Linked DNA regions of Rattus norvegicus: region 1 is linked to region 2. Evidence: chromatin contacts called from public Hi-C data. All regions are on one chromosome and are shown on one strand. The core of a region is the stretch at or near the end of the contact, and the rest is flanking DNA. Distances in the headings are between cores, read along the strand shown. Region 1 has its middle 250 kb from the start of Wdr72. Region 2 has its middle 210 kb from the start of Wdr72.

Region 1 (3,141 bases), core at 528-3,027, 41 kb after region 2:
AATAATGTAAACAATATTATGGAGCCCCAAAATAAAACTACCCTATAGAATAGGCATGCAATATGTGGTTATGTTAAAAAATCTTCAAAATAAGTATTAAAAATATGAAACACAAGATAGCACATTTTATATTTTCTGTAGTTGGCAGGACATGAGCCTCAATAAGCACCATCCTGTGTGTCCTTAGGGATGAGGTTGGCACTGGAAGTGTCATCTTTCTCTTCTTCATAATGTCTCTAATTGCACAAGTTTGTTTCCTTATGATTCATTATTCAGTGCATTTACTGAAAAGCTACCACATACTAAACACTGTTCCAGACCCTTGGGACATAGCACTGGGTAAGCATCCCCAGTCTTCACAGCATTCACTTCTTATTGCAGGGAGGAGAGAGAAGAAAGTCAATGCAAACCAAATACTATTCTGGATAGTATGTGCCCAGAAGAAAAAGGTGTTTATACAATGGGATATGGCAGAAATCACCCCTATCTCCTCCTTCCATTCTTGCCCTGGGTTCATCATAGTATATGGCAGAGTAGGGCTTGATAACATTTGCTAAACAGTTTTAAGAAATGAACTCTAGCTGGTACACTTCTTCCTGTCCAGACTGCCATGCTGGGAGCAAGCTGCAAGACTTTGCTGTCTGGTTTCTCATCTCTTGGATCCAGAAGGATTATCTATCTCCCTTGCTTTACCACACACATGCTTCTGTCCATTGCCAAGGCTGTGCGCTAGATACTATCTCACCTGCTTCAATCACATTCCAATCTTTCTTTAGGGGTCACTTTCAAGTTTCTCCCTATAATAGCCACAACTCAAAACATACCTATCAATGACAAACGTGTTCTCACTGGGTGACCTCTTTTATTTCCTTCCTTTAGTTTGTGCTTCTTAGAATTCTGCTCTTGTTAGTGCTTCATGACTTTTTGTCCCAGAAAAAAAAATAGATTATATACAGAGACTGTGGCAAGTTACACAGAGAGAAGGGAAGATAAATGAATGTACGTTCATACACCGTGTCAGCTGTCGACAAAAATGCTTTCCTGTGCTCTGAGACCAATGTGAAGGGCAAATGAGACCTTTAAGCATGACAGTGAAGTTTAGCATGTAAAGAACAATTGAACATTTATGCAGTAATTGTCACCCCATCTTCACTAATGAAGGATGTAACAAGAAATTCCACTCCTCAAAAAACAGCAATGAGGGATAAGCACATACAGAGACTGATATAAAAATGGCCATGATAAACTTAAGATACGATTAATAAATGGAGAGTAATGGGTATTCCTAAGTACAGAATCTCACTCTATAGTCCCAACTAGAGTTCACTCCCCTACCCCACCCCCACCAGCTCAAATTCCCAAATGCTGAACAGCTCTGCTTTCCAATGGACTAGACCTGGACTCCTCCTGGTATACCTCACTGTGTGTGTGTGTGTGTGTGTGTGTGTGTGTGTGTGTGTGTGTGTGTCCTGGCTGGATGCCTCATTCTTTGTCTGATGATGGCCTTGGTTATTTTGCACATGACCAAGAAAGATTATTTTCATCATATCCCTGTAAAAGCTGTCACCTCTAACACCATAGTGTTCAATCTTATTGTCAACCTGACTAGATGTAGAATCACCACAGAATGGAAATGCACATCTTATGGTGTCTGTGAGAATGTTTTCAGGAAAGCTTAAGTGAGGAAGGAAGATTCACCCTCAATGTCTACAGCCATGCCCTATGGGCTGGGGCCCTGGACTGAATAAAAAGACCAGAAGCAAGCCAAGCCCCAGATTGCATCACTCTTTGCTTTCTGACTCTGGACAAGATATGATCAGCTGCCTCTATTTCTTGCTTTCCCTGCCTTGTTGGTTTATATCCTCTTTAACCTTTCCTCCCTTAAGTTGCTTCTATTCTGGTGTTTGGTCTCCACTAACAGGTTCCTACTTCAGCTTCTCCTTTCCTCCTTCATTTCAAATTTCTGAGTTTGGTTTAATTGTTTCATCTTTGTAGGAAAGGGCACTCAGAACTCAGTAACTTGAGGGGTTATGATGTGTATTTTAGAGTCAAGAGGGTACTACTCACCTAACGGTCCAGGCCGTAAGGTTGTTACTGGATCCCTATTAACTACCCACCCTTCATAGTAGGACAGACATCAAGAACTTTGTTTAATGCTAACACTTTCAAGTTCGTGTCTCCGTCTTCATGAGAAGTCTTTTCCCTTTTCCTCTTTCAAAGAACAAATTCAGATTGGCTCTTCAAGCTCGGCATAATATTTAACTGGATTTCAGCTGACAGTGAGGAGCAAAGGAGAAGCACGCCAAGTGCTGATCTTACACCATCAAGAGATTGTGAAAACTGGCACACAATTTCGGCATCAGCCTTGCTCCATCCAATAAATTTCAGGCCACATTTTCACAGAACTGCTGCTTACCTGAACATTGGAGGCAATTTGGAGCATCTAGATAGGCTCGGGCTGAGCTCAAAAATGGATTCATCTCCCACAGGTTGGATTCAGAAAGGAAATGCCTGAAAAATACTGGCTACCACCCTAAGATTTGGGGCAACGTTAGCAGCTGAATCTGATGATCAGTGTGTTTATCTGTTGTTGTTCTAAGGCCTCTTTAAAGACACAGAATTGGCTCCTGCCACTTTAACCACTAAATGCCTTATCGATATAACAGCAGAGTAGACTGGACTTAACCATGTTACTCTAGCCTGAAGCACATGTCTCAGATTTGTTTCAGAATTCACTCTGCACCCCTGTTACTGATAGTCTCTGGCAGCAGGTAGAAAACAACTTTATAGACAGCCCTTTCATTTTATGAAGCCCTCTCTCTGAAATATTAGAGAGCTGGGATTAGTGATTTCACAGAAACAATTTCCATCATTCATAAATCTTTTATCTTAAAATTGAAGGCATTATCTTTAAATGTGTTCTACAAATCTTCCCTGGGAATACAAGGTCCTTTATGTACTCAATTTGAGGTGACTGGATATAGGATACTTTATGAAGTTTTTTTGGACCATTAACTCTAGATTTTGATTTTTCTTCATTTAAGAAAAAGATGGTGCCATGAATGTTTTGAAAGTGTGATGGGGAAATTAGCTTCAGCAAGGTAATCCAAGTCTTCTGGCAGGCTCTTAAATATTTAAAAA
Region 2 (3,247 bases), core at 302-2,801:
AATAAACCTCCTTTAAGTCACTCCCTGTCAGGTATTCAGTTATAACAGTGAGAGGCATAGCTGGCACAGATGCCATTAGCATCAGGCATTGTCTAGAGATGGCTTGGTGACTCTCTGGAAATAATAGCATAAGGTGTTTTGAAGTCCAGAAGGGCAGCACAGACCACTGCTGTCAGGAACAGGGTGATTTGGGCTTTTCATAGCTAAAAATGCTAAAACATCTGCTGGCTCTTCAGTGCCCAGTGAACTACCTTACACACAAGGAAGTGTGGTACTAAACATTTCTCCTTCAGTCACAGAGGGTTTCGACCTAGTTATATATATTTTTTCTGTTAAATTGTTTGTCTGTTTGTTCATTTACTGTTTTGTGAGAGAGCTCGGCCTGATCTGGAACTTTCTATGTAGACCAGGCTGGCCTTGAAATTCACAGAGATCTACCTGCCTTTGCCTCCTAAGTGCTGGGATGAAAGGTGTATACCACCATGCTCTGCCTTTGAAATTGTGTGTGTGTGTGTGTGTGTGTGTGTGTGTGTGTGTGTGTGTTTGTGTGTGTGTGTGTCAGAGTACATGTGGAGAAGATTAGAGGACAACTTTGTAGTCAGCTCTCTCCTTTCACCTTTGCATAGGTTCCAAGGTTTGAATGGAAGTTAGATTGCAGGGCATATGAAGCAAAACATACCAGCCAGTTTCAACTGGTATATTTTCATGAGCTTGGAAGGTTGTTTATCACCATCACCACCAACATCATCACCACCATCATTATCACCACCACCACCATCATCATCATTATTATCACTACCACCACAACCATCATCATCAACAACAACAACAACACTAACAACAATAGTTCTATAATATATATCCCATGCATGACCATGACTACGAGAATTCCTCAGCCTGGATTTCTTTGGTTAGTTTCTCCTTTCAGTTTTGTACGCACTCTCCTTCCCAAACAACAATATTCATTCTATAGCGTTTACAAACGGTTGGATCATTTAAAATATTTGAACCTCTGCCAGAATTCTGTCTGCTGCTTCCTGGGACGCAGCCTTGGCAAGAGTGAACACAGTTTCAGTTTCCCACATTCTCATGTGAGAGAGAAGAAGCTCTCTTGGGAAAGGGAAGATTGTACATAGGGTCCCCAACAACCTGGGTCCAACACTCCTACGTACTGGGTGACCATGGTAGGGACATCACTGAGAGGCCGGCCTGAAATAAAAATGGCACTTTTACAGCCGTGGATGTGTTTGTCCAAGGAACACTTAATCATTCTGAAGGTCCCCCTCCCACCCCCTTGTCTGAAGTAAGCTGCATTTTGTAACTGTAGAGTTCTGCTAATGTACACTTCTGCCGGGAAGCTTCCCAGGGTGGGGCACAAAGGATGCTAAGTGGTGGGGGGGAAATAGGGAGAGAGCCATTAACACTGCAGCAGTGAGGTCAGATGGGAGGCCGCCTTTTGTTTGCAGGATCCAAATTAAGACTCAGCTTCTCCACTTTCCCTTCTGCCTTCTACCTAAACACACTCTTGGGTCATCTCAGGCTGGTCACATCTTTTGACAATTAGCCACCCATTAACAGGATGATTGAAAAGGAGCCAGCGTGGTTTACACATAAAGTGCTTACTCTTTTCCAGGAAGGACACGTGTCTACAGTTTTCATTAATGCTTTGGCAGATTCGTACACAAAATAAAATACTTATACTCCTGGAAAGGGAAGCGAGTGTGGGGGTGGGGGGAGAAAATGAAAGGACAAAAATAACCCATGGAGGAGTTTTAATCTTCTTTCTTTTTTTTGTAAGCATGACTTTGGGGGGGGAAGGGGGTGCTCTCTCGCTTCTGTCTTCTCTACCTTTGTAGCCGGTATTACCAGCCGTTTTACTTGTACTTGGCTGTTATTATCTGGGTGATGGCCATGACATGTTGATCATATACGGCAGTGAGAGAATTGATTTCCCTCAACAGAAATGCTTCCAATTTTCCCAGGGCCATAATTTTATGTCCACAACAAAATAAAAGGGTCATTTTCCTTAAGATGAGGGGAATTGAAATCTTTGATAAAAGCTATGGTAAATGTTGTACCTTTGATTGTGGAAACTGCAGTTTTCACAAACATCTGGCCTGTCTGATTTGGGGGTGTGGGCTCGGGGCAGGAGAAAGGGTTTTGAAATCTAAGAATTTTTTTTCCCTTTAAGGAGTTGGATCTGCTTTAAGAAAGCTCTGAGTCCCACAGCTTCCTTCGCTCTGAGGGCTTACAGTCCCATTAGAGGGATGTTGCTTTTAGCTACCTTCCAGACAAAAAGGCTACAAAGAGCAGAGTGGCCTAGATGGTGAACGTGCAAAGACCTGTGCAGGCCCTCGGTGCAGAGCGAGCCTGTCACAAAATACACTCACACGCAAGCTTACAGATGTCACTGCACAGGCAAATATGTCGTATACCACAACAGGGTGACAATGGGGGGATGGCTAAGGACAAGCTGACTTTGCACAAGGCTCAAGGAAAGTAAAAAACAGGCTGGGTCCTGACCAGGGTCCTCATGGCTACACTGTTTGGTTAGCAGGCTTTGCCCAACTTGTTGGAACCAATTTCCCAGTAGCTGGTGGAGCAACATTTACCAGCAAATATTTAGAATCCAAGAACTTTGCTTTGCCCTGAATCCACACAGGAGGTCCAACTCAGAGTTCTGTAGCCAAAGAGCTGAGGTTTGAATTTACCTCTGAGTAGCAGAACCTGTTCATAGAGCGGCTAAGGCACAGGAGAGAAGGCAAAAAGTCGACTGCTCTTGATTTTTTTTAACTTTTCAACATTTTCTTTTTTGTATTTGTGTGTATACACAACTCATGTACAGGTGCTCATAGAGGCTAAAATAGGACATTGATTCCTCCAGAGCTAGAGTCACAGGCAGTTTCGAGTCGCCTGAATTGCACCCTCCAGAAGAGTAGTACTCGAATTTACCCTGAACCACCTCTCCAACCCATGTCCTGCTTCTAAGTGGCAAATCCCTGAATGAAAGGAAATTGATGCTAATACAATTTTTTTCATGTAGATTAAATTAAATTAACACAACATATAGAAATAGTGACTTTTATGTCAGCTTTATAGCCAAAAGGAGGGACGAATATTCATTTGTTAGAAAAGAAATCCCAAAATGAGTAATTTGAAAATATTTTTCTGAAAAAAAAACATTAAAATATGAGAAAAGTATAGTAGAATTTCTCAAAGCAATTCTCCAAGGGAAATACAATTGGTT

The links. A called contact is a pair of places that touch in the nucleus more often than the background predicts.
Region 1: a contact with region 2 is called in a Hi-C map of liver, with 3 times the contacts expected there. The contact joins two enhancer-like sites. A contact is called at or near these places in 3 of 12 Hi-C or Micro-C datasets (kidney and liver).

The regions. Positions count from the first base shown.
Region 1 is chr8:83,985,279-83,988,419 of GRCr8, forward strand. No RefSeq gene overlaps it. Among named protein-coding and RNA genes, the nearest start is that of Wdr72, 250 kb to the left of the region's middle. Within about 2 kb of position 1,778, at least 2 of the 93 cell types and tissues checked have an H3K27ac peak or open chromatin away from gene starts, as enhancers often do. A contact at or near this core is called in liver, where this site is marked.
Region 2 is chr8:83,944,545-83,947,791 of GRCr8, forward strand. No RefSeq gene overlaps it. Among named protein-coding and RNA genes, the nearest start is that of Wdr72, 210 kb to the left of the region's middle. Within about 2 kb of position 1,552, at least 1 of the 93 cell types and tissues checked has an H3K27ac peak or open chromatin away from gene starts, as enhancers often do. A contact at or near this core is called in liver, where this site is marked.